2 separate regions of the Mus musculus genome follow, and region 2 is linked to region 1. Evidence: chromatin contacts called from public HiChIP or PLAC-seq data. All regions are on one chromosome and are shown on one strand. Each heading gives the region's core, a stretch centred on a gene start, on an enhancer-like site or on the middle of the called end of the contact. The rest is flanking DNA. Distances are from core to core; before and after follow the strand shown. Region 1 overlaps Lmf1 (lipase maturation factor 1). Region 2 holds the start of Antkmt (adenine nucleotide translocase lysine methyltransferase).

What was found. HiChIP or PLAC-seq counts read pairs in DNA pulled down with a chosen protein or histone mark.
Region 2: a contact with region 1 is called in an H3K4me3 HiChIP or PLAC-seq map of the SCID.adh cell line, with 13 read pairs. The contact joins the promoter of Antkmt here to the enhancer-like site in region 1. A contact is called at or near these places in 1 of 39 promoter capture datasets (cranial neural crest), 8 of 484 Hi-C or Micro-C datasets (the N1E-115 cell line, Sertoli cells, embryonic fibroblasts and 5 more), 5 of 115 datasets of contacts at active chromatin or transcription factors (the SCID.adh cell line, bone marrow-derived macrophages, embryonic stem cells and 1 more) and 1 of 9 other capture datasets (pancreatic islet).

What each region holds. Positions count from the first base shown.
Region 1 is chr17:25,592,329-25,596,804 of GRCm38.p6, reverse strand. All of the region lies in intron 3 of Lmf1 (lipase maturation factor 1), which reads right to left. Among named protein-coding and RNA genes, the nearest start is that of Lmf1, 15 kb to the right of the region's middle. Within about 2 kb of position 1,869, at least 39 of the 459 cell types and tissues checked have an H3K27ac peak or open chromatin away from gene starts, as enhancers often do. A contact at or near this core is called in the N1E-115 cell line and the SCID.adh cell line, where this site is marked.
Region 2 is chr17:25,789,724-25,794,223 of GRCm38.p6, reverse strand. It overlaps Antkmt (adenine nucleotide translocase lysine methyltransferase), which reads left to right and starts at 1,830. Exons shown (of 5, transcript NM_145410.4): 1 at 1,830-2,171; 2 at 2,548-2,652; 3 at 2,738-2,878; 4 at 3,241-3,291; 5 at 3,446-3,724. The coding sequence starts at 2,010. The coding sequence ends at 3,676. It overlaps Ccdc78 (coiled-coil domain containing 78), which reads right to left. Exons shown (of 13, transcript NM_001165929.1): 11 at 4,372-4,438; 12 at 4,199-4,299; 13 at 3,711-4,114. The coding sequence ends at 4,012.

The DNA.
Region 1 (4,476 bases), core at 620-3,119:
GACATAGTTCTGGTAGGATGTTGGAAATGGCATGAAGGGCCTGTGAGGGGTCCTTGCTACTCCTGACAGGCAGTACACGAGCAATGTCTAAAAGGGCCACACCAAGATCGAACCATGCACAGACCTCACTGGAAATACAAATTCGGGGACTGGCAAGATGGCTAAAGATGGTAAAGGTGTTTGATGGGCAGTTTTAAATATCAACTTGCCAGAGCCTAGAATTAACTGTGGCGAGAGTCTCAATTGAGGAACTGTCACGACCGAGTCAGCCTGTGGACATAACTGTGGGGATTATCTTGATGCTTCATTGATGAAGAAAAACCAGTCCATTGTTGGTGGCACCATCCCCTAGGCTGGCGCCGCTGAACTTTCTCCACCAAGCGTGAAGAAACAAGTAAATCTCACTTCTGGGGGTGGGGGCAGAGAAAGCCGTCGACAGCACAGATGTATTTATTCTCTCTCTGTTCTTGATTGTGGATATGATGTGATGGCTCCTTGTGCTCCTGAAATGGTGGATCGCAACTTGAGAGTTGTAAGCTGAATAAACCATTTCCTCTACTGTGTAGCTTTGATCAGTATATCTGATCACAGTAACAGAAATGAAACCAAGCTACCATATGGAGGCAGAAAGAAAGGGAGAAAGAAAGAAAGAAAGAAAGAAAGAAAGAAAGAAAGAAAGAAAGAAAGAAAGAAAGAAAGAAAGAGAAACAAACAACTCACTCCACAAAGTTGTCCTCTGACCTCTTCATGTGTGCTACAGTACGTGAGTGCTCACACACATCACAGACACACACATACAAATAATAATTTTTTAAATGAGAAACATGCTGCAAATACCAGAGTAAGTGCTAGCAGAGATCAGGGGGTTTATCTGGTGGGGAGAGCAGGATCTGGGTTGAGCACGTCCATGCGCACACCTAACTTCTTTGTTTTTAGCTATTAAAAGGATACTTTTTAGGTCATGGTCTAGCCAGAGTATAAGGAATCCAGAAGCTGATAAGCAGAAGATAATTTATAACTCCCTACACACACGGCATTGCTGTCTGTCTCTTTGGATGGCACCTGTCCAAAGTGGCATCGGTGCTGAAGGTTACAGAACGACAGTGACTGTCATCAGGGTGGAACAGGGATACAGCTAGAGGGCAGTGGTCATCTGTGTGTGCACTGCTACTACCAGGGAGGAGTCAGACAGTGGTGCATCACCTAAGCTGTCAGCTCCAAACACTGGACAATAAACCCTTTCCTTATCAGAGCTGGTGCACAGCAGAGGGCGGGGCATTTGCATGGTGCTGCACAAACCCAGGTTCCCAGCAACATAAAGCAAATTTTTATTTAAACTCTTAAAAATCTGATAAATAAAGCCAGTTCTTCCAGGACCACAAGAGAGGAGTTTCTGCCTGTTCTGCCTACGGGGAGCAGAAGAGAAACAAGCAAAGATGGCCTGGTGCTGGAGAGTGAGAGACTGGTGGTGAGCCAGAGAGCAAGATGGACAGACGGCTTGATGGGTGAGGCCACTCAGCAACCAAAGGCAGCTTCAGAAGGAACAAACTTGAAATCTGACAGATCATCACTATAGGGAACTGAGACCAAGTCCGCTGGGCTCAGCTGTCCTTGAGAGTGATTGGGGATGGAGACAACTTTCTACCCCAGACACACCCCATCTCCAAACAATCTGGCAAAAATAAAACTAAGAGGCGAGCCGGAGGAATTCCAGATAAAGCCCATCCAGCAGCCCCAGGACTCGAGTGAAGCAGCTCTTTTTCTAAGTCTCGGAACTCTGTTCATTAAAGGGAACCACCACGTTTGGGAAGTGGGAGTAGAAGCAGGCGGGACCCCGAGTGAGCAACAAGGAATAAGGAACACCCAGTAGCCCAGGCTAGCCTCAAGGTGACCTCGAACTGGGCTGCCCCTCCAGAGTGTGGGGAATACAGGCATGACTCAAAGCCAGGGCTTCCGGATGCTAGGCAATTAGAGACAGGGGTCTCACTCTGCAAACTGTCCCAGCACTCCTTGTGCCTCAGTCTCCAGCCTGCTAGGATTAAAGGCGTGAACCATCCCATATGGAAACATTCTCTTTCAGATTCAATTAGTGATTTTTTTTCCACTAGATTTAAATCAGAAAAAGGGGGAAGGAAGGGAGCAAGGGAGAGATACACAGGGGAGGGGTGCGGGTGTGTGTGTGTGTGTGTGTGTGTGTGAGAATCTGATCTCATGTCCCCATTTGGGTAAACACTGACCCTAGGCCCCTACCAAATGGTTGACTGAGGCAGTCTACAGCCAACATGCCACACAGTGGTCCTCCCGTGCTGGAACCAGATTTTTCTGGGCTCTCGTGAAGGATGTGATGGGACATGGTACTGGGACAGAGGGCCTGCTGTCATCCTGAGTTGACATTTTCAGGAAATGAGCTCTGTGAGGTTGGTCCTCCCCTAGTGACATACCAAGAGGTTAAGTCAATAGAGACAGGCCCCAGGAAGGAGACCTAGGTTGGCTTGCTGATGGCAGCTCCCGCGCTTAAGGCTGGCCTGGCCATTGAGGCTGCCGCTGACTGTGAGGATAACTTAATTAAGGAAACTGCTTTCCTGGAGCACTGGGGCTGGGAGTAGAGCAGAGCAAAAGACTGTAAACTGCAGCAGAGGGCATGCAGGCCGTTGCAGTGTCAGCCACAGGTCTGGAAACAGTTTCATGGAACCTGCTGGGCCTGGCCACCGTGCTAATCACTTCCTGCAGGCAGCTCTGCTCCCTCACTAATGGGTCTTAATAAAAACTTCCAATTGGGCCAGTAAACCCCTCATTAAGCTGTTTTTAAAGCATGAGTTTAAGAGCGGCAAGGGTGAAGGGTCACATGGAGCATTTAATTCACAACGGCTGGCAGGAGGCGCTGCCACGAAGGGAAACACGAGTGTCCCCGGCGTGTAAACATCCCATGTGGCCCAGGGCCTGCCAAGGATGGCCTGACAGCAGACCGAGCTCTCCACTTGGCATGGACAAAGCTCCCTGAATCATTAGACTATGGAAAAGATATGGAAAAGCACAGAACTCACGAGATAATCTGTGGGTACCGTTCCTGCCGTGCGTGCTGCCGTGAGGCCTGGGCCCTTGTGGACTGCATGGGAGCCATGGCTGCTCCTGCAGACCCCTGGCCTCTCTCCCCTGTGACTTACCCACTGGCTTGAAGCTTTCTCGGGTTACATGCTTTAAAGCTGTCCTCACGTGAGCTCACGGTGTGTTTACAGCTAATGGGTTGCACATGATCCAAGGCAAATGCCCAAGTGCCTCTGTGCATCCCTGCATCCGGACACTGCCGGGGGAAGCTGACACAGCAGAACTTCTGTCCTCAGCTGGTGAGGCACAGCTTCTTACTGAAATGAAGGAACCCGGACTCATCCAAACGCTAAGGTGCCCGGTTCTTATCCTGACCATGTTGGACCGAAACAGAGATGGCAAAGGGTCTTCTAGAATCCTTCTCTGCGACCCAGGGACCTTCATACCTGGGATATCCTTAGAGTATTAGATTCGTGCTGGCCTGAGTGGTGGTGGTGGGACCTAGAGGACATCAAAGGCCTCTAGTTACCCCAAACCTGTGTGCTCCCCTAAGGCACAGGGCTTCTCACAATCCCATACTCACAGAGCAGCCTGGTCTCCCTTCCTTACAGTCACCAGAGATAGTGTGATCTCTCCAGAAAAAAAAACCAGTGTGCCAAGGGGCTCAGGCAGCGAGAATGTGGAGTGTGGCCTACACTGCCCAAGCATCGCTTGGGAGGCAAGGCCTATACCCCATTCACCACAATCAAAGGACATACAAAAGGGTTTTGTGGTCTAAAACCCTCCGGAGGCTTCCGGAATGTGCCACATTTCCTGACTGCCTATCTGGACCTTGAGGACTTTACAGTATCTATCACCCAAGAGCCTAGCTGGAGGAGGCTGTGCTACTTGGCTGGACTCTATCATGCTGTTTTCTCCCAGGCCCTCCCCAGTCCTATCAGCAGGCAGCCCCTCTAGCATGATGCCCACAAGCCATCTCCCCCAGGACAGCCCTTGGAGCCAGAGCAGTCATCCTGTTGCTCCCTGTCCCCCACGGGCCATGCCTAGGAGACAGTCTGGGAACAAGACTGAGGAAACTTTGCAGGCAGAGTACAGGACTCAGGACCCAGAGATACGGTTGCAGTTCCCTCTCTAAACCCTTCCCAGTGCACACAGAGCTCAGCAATGGCCTGGAGCCCAGGGGAGACAGTGGCCCATGCCAGGGACAGTGACTGAGCTGGGGACAGTAGTCACAGCGTGTACAGAGTGTGCTGGGATGGTGCCTGCCAGGAGCAGCCCTGTCCTTCAGGAGACCTGAAGCCCTGCGGCTCAGCCTGGAAGGCTACTGCAGTTCTAGAGAACCAGGTGACGGGACATCAGCAATCACAGTCCCTCGGGGACAGGAGTTTCCTACATCCACAGGGGACAGGAGGAATTCTTTTCCAACCCAGT
Region 2 (4,500 bases), core at 581-3,080, 200 kb before region 1:
AGACCCTGAGCAGACAAAGCCTGTGGCTTGAAAGACCTTGAGTGAGGTGTGCGCTGGTTTTCTTAGGACGTCCGTCAGATTTCTTCTGCCTCTACCTCATGGCTCCTGGGAAACAGCTTCAGCTCCCGTGCTGTGCGGAGTGAGAGTGGAGTTCTGGAAATGCGTGACCTCCCTCTAAGGCTTTCACCCATCATCAGTCCCAACAGACTATTCATTCAGACTGGGAGAGTGACAAGGCTGTGCAGAGACCAGACATATGGTTCCTTGCCTCAGACTATGACAATGGTGGTGCCACACCCTACATAGGCCCCCGGAATGGCTTCTTTGGGATATTTATAACCAGATAACTTAAATCACATCTGTGTAATCTGAGGGTGGACAGAGAGCATGCTCCTTTTCCATAGACTGCTTCTGGAGAGGGAAGGGCACTGAGAGTCCGAGATCACTCCTGAAGAGTAGGCCATTGCATTTTCTCCCTCCATATCTGCCTCTGAATCGGCCCCTTGCTACTACTTCTCTTCTCCCCAAGCTCCATGGAGTGCTAAGGATTTAGACCCTTGTCTTTCCATCTGGTAGGGGAAGGCTGGTCCAGTGGCCTCAAGTCTGCTCTAGGGAACAGGTGGTGAAGACTCCAAACAGTAGAGACAGAGACAGCAAGGAGGATGGTGTGTATAAGCAGGACCCAAATCACAGGAGCTAGCCTGGGAAAGCCTTGCGAGGAGCAGAGACACCTCCAAGTAGAGCCCTGGCAGCTGAGGAGCAGAGTGTGGGTGCCAATGTCAGGTCAAGTTGCCAGGGCTTCCTGGGTGCTCTTGGTCTTAGAGTACTGCCAGGAGCAGCAGACAGGAATAGCTATGTCCAAGCAACCCTGTCTAGAATTCAGTGTGTGGGAGGGCTCTGGTATAAATCTTCCGGTGGCCAGGTTCTGAGCTGGATGGAGCAGAGCCTCTCTGCAGAATACATGTACACAGAATACATGCTGTCTTGCGACACCTGTCCTGCAGATGGTTTTGGAGGGTAACACTCTGTGCCTGGGCGATAGGGTGGTGGTATTGGGCATGTTCAGTTTGGAAGCCATCACCGTCTATGCTAGGGATAGCCGAAGAGGCCATGAGTGAGCATAGTCAGGGAAGATCTACCATTCTCAGACAGTTAGCCTTGATGTGGGTGGTCGGGGTCCAGCAGCTTGACTCAAGGCTCTATCTGTTTCCATGCAGGGCCTTACTAAGAGTCACTCAACCCTTTATTTTTGAAAGAAGGAGATCTTCCGGACTCCTGGGCTGTCTTCCACCCTAGGCTGGGCCCTTTGCCAGCACCCAGTCGCTCACATCCGGCCCCCTCCCTCCGTACTCACTAGAGAGCCAACATCTGTCTCTAGCTGCCCGCCCCTCTCCTTCGACCCCAGAATACTCTCTGTTTCCCGCCTAATTATTGTCGCGGAAGAGGGGGAGGGGCGGCTGGAAGGACGTCCTCTGTGGTTTGCTTCTGGATTTTTGGTAGGCTTTCAGTCATTTCTTGTCTTGATCAACAGAATTTGCGTGAGAGTGCCTTTCAGTTATAGACCCTGGCTATAACCCGAGGCTGCCGGCCAGCAGTACAGCCTCAGGGGGATTTAGAACAGATTCCATTCCATGTGGTTGTCTGTAAAGTGGACCCTGAAGCTGACCGCTGTATGTCTCGGACCGTAGACCCACTCGTGGCAAACCCTGTCATTCTCGCCCATCGCCTGGGTCATCGCTACCCCAAACCATCACCCGGAACCCAAGGAGGGTCCCCCGGATGGCTGGGCGGAAAAGAATGAATGTCGGACTGGCCTCGGAGGCCTCTTCCACTTCCGGCGACTGATCGCAGCGGATACTTAGATTTCTGCAGTTGCGGCTGCGGTTGGCTGGCGTACGCTGCAAGCGGATAGAGTTTGGCTCAGGCTGGGGGCAGCGGGGAGGGCAACCGCTTCCATTACCGGCCGGGAGCCTTGGGAAGTAGGACCTGGAACTGAGTGTCTGTCAATCATGGATCAGGACGACCCAGCCGAAGCGTTGACTGAGCTACGCGAGAAGCGGCTGGGCTTGCTGGAGATAGTGCAAGCGGCGGCAGGCTCGGGATTGGCCGTCTATACTATATGGGCGCTGCTGCTGCAGCCGGGCTTCCGCCGGGTGCCTCTGAGGCTGCAGGTGCAGCGTTGAACCTTGGAAGGAAAGGGGCCAATACTGGTGCAAGCCAAGGTTCCATGGGTGGGGTCAAGGCTACTGTAGGTAGCGTAAAGATGGGCGGAATCAATTATGGCGCGGGACCTAACCCGGGAACCCGATGTACGGAGAGTTGGGACCAGGAAGTTGCGGAGCCTGGGTCTTTCGTCAAGACCAAGTCTAAATGAATGAAGCTGGGATTGAGTTACTTAGGGGGTACGGGCCTATGACTGGAGAGTGGGCGGGGCTCACTGGATGGTATCAATTTAAGAAAGGAAATCTAGTAGGCTCCCATCGGCCCCCAAACTGGTGCTTCTGCCTGTGTGATTTCTAGCCTCAGCCCACCAAATTCCTTATTCAGGTGCCCTACGTTGGCGCGAGTGCCCGGCAGGTTGAGAACGTGCTGTCACTGTTGCGAGGCCGCCCTGGAAAAATGGTGGATCTAGGCTCTGGTGATGGCAGGATCGTAAGACCTGTGTCTATATATTCGTTGTCCCTCTGGTGGTGGCCCCATTCCCTTCATCCAGATCCCACACTCTTGGCTCCCATAGGTGCTGGCGGCCCACCAATGTGGTCTCCGTCCAGCTATGGGATATGAGCTGAACCCGTGGCTTGTGGGACTTGCACGGCTGCATGCCTGGAGAGCCGGTTGTTCTGCGAGTGTCTGCTACCATCGAAAAGATCTCTGGAAGGTACCCTACCAAACTTGATACCCCTCCCTCCCCCTCCCACTCTCTTTCTTTCCAAACTTGATTTTCTTTACCCTCCCTCTTCCTTTCATTTTTTTTTTTTTTTTGAGATGTGTGTCCAGGCTTATCTCAAACTAGCCTTGGATTATAGGCATCAGACCTAGTTTATGCAGAACTGGAGATTAAACCCAGGGATATGTGTATGCTAGGCAAGCACTCTGCCACCTGAGGCACACCTCCAGCTCCTGATATCTTTATCTCCCAAGTTTCATGCTCTGAGTGGCTATTATGTGGATATCTGGGTGGGCTAGAGGCCCTACCTTGGGGACTGCATGCCCTCCAGCCTTTACCCTTGTTTTCTACAGGTGAGCCTCAGGGACTGTCACAACGTGTCTGTGTTCCTGGCTCCCAGTGTGGTAGGTTTTGGGTCTGTTGTCCTGCTGGGAGATCAGGGCCACAGTCTTGGCTCTTGGATGCTCTCGGGCCTGGAATATGTTCTGGGCTCAGCTGGATGGGGCAGCTTTTTCTGACCTGCTCCTGTGTTCTTTTCCCTCCTGTTCTTTCCTACAGCTCCAACTGCTGGAGGACAAACTGCAAGCAGAGCTCCCTGTGGGGGCCCGTGTGGTATCTGGACGATTCCCCCTTCCCACCTGGCAGCCTGTAGCTGTGGTGGGCGAGGGCACTGACAGAGTTTGGGCCTATGATGTCCATGGTTCTGGGCCAACTGTGTCTTCTTGTGGGGTGCCCATCAAGGCCATCCCAGAGTCCAGTTCTACCTTAGTCCCTAGAGCCCCTGTTTGACAAACTGGCTGACTGGATAAAATAAAGACTCTGTGGGTTCAATCCTGACTTTTGTTTGTTCCAGGAATCACTTCCTGGGGCAGGGTGTCCAGAGGGTTCCATGCTGGCTGTAAAGAGATTTCTTTTGAGATTTTTCTGGGAGACTAGCTAGTGACTCTGAGTCCTTGGGCGCTGAGGCCTAGTGGAAGATACAGCTTTTTTTTTTTTTTTTTTTTTTTTTTTGAGACAGGGTTTCTCTGTATAGCCCTGGCTGTTCTGGAGCTCACTCTGTAGACCAGGCTGGCCTCGAACTCAGAAATCTGCCTGCCTCTGCCTCTGCCTCCGGAGTGCTGGGATTAAAGTCGTGCGCCACCACTACCCGGCGAAGATACAGCTTCTACTCCTTGGGGATCTCCAATATTCACCAACTTCCTCAGTTTCAAGATTTCCTGCTTGTACCTGATTGGAATGATAAATCACTTGTCTGGCCATGGATTCTTTTCTTTCCACCAGATTAGGACCCTGGAGCCACATCCAGCCTACCTGCCCAAGTGCTGGTCCACATACTCCTGTAGCTCAGAAAGCTGCTGCTCTGCCATGGTGGCCCGGACCATCAGCTGTGCCCGTTCCCGTTCTAGCTCTGCCTGGTGGAGGCATGAGTTATGAGCCATGGTAGGAGGTAGAGTAGGGGGTCTCCGCCGCTCCTTCCCTACTACCTGAGTGTCCTGGGAGAAGTCCTGCAGCCTCTGCTGGATTTGGGCCCAGGATGCAGTGTCTAGGGCCCTGTGAGGAGAGGGTAGGAGGGGCAGTCTCCGAGCCAGGCATAATACTTGCTGCGTGGTTTT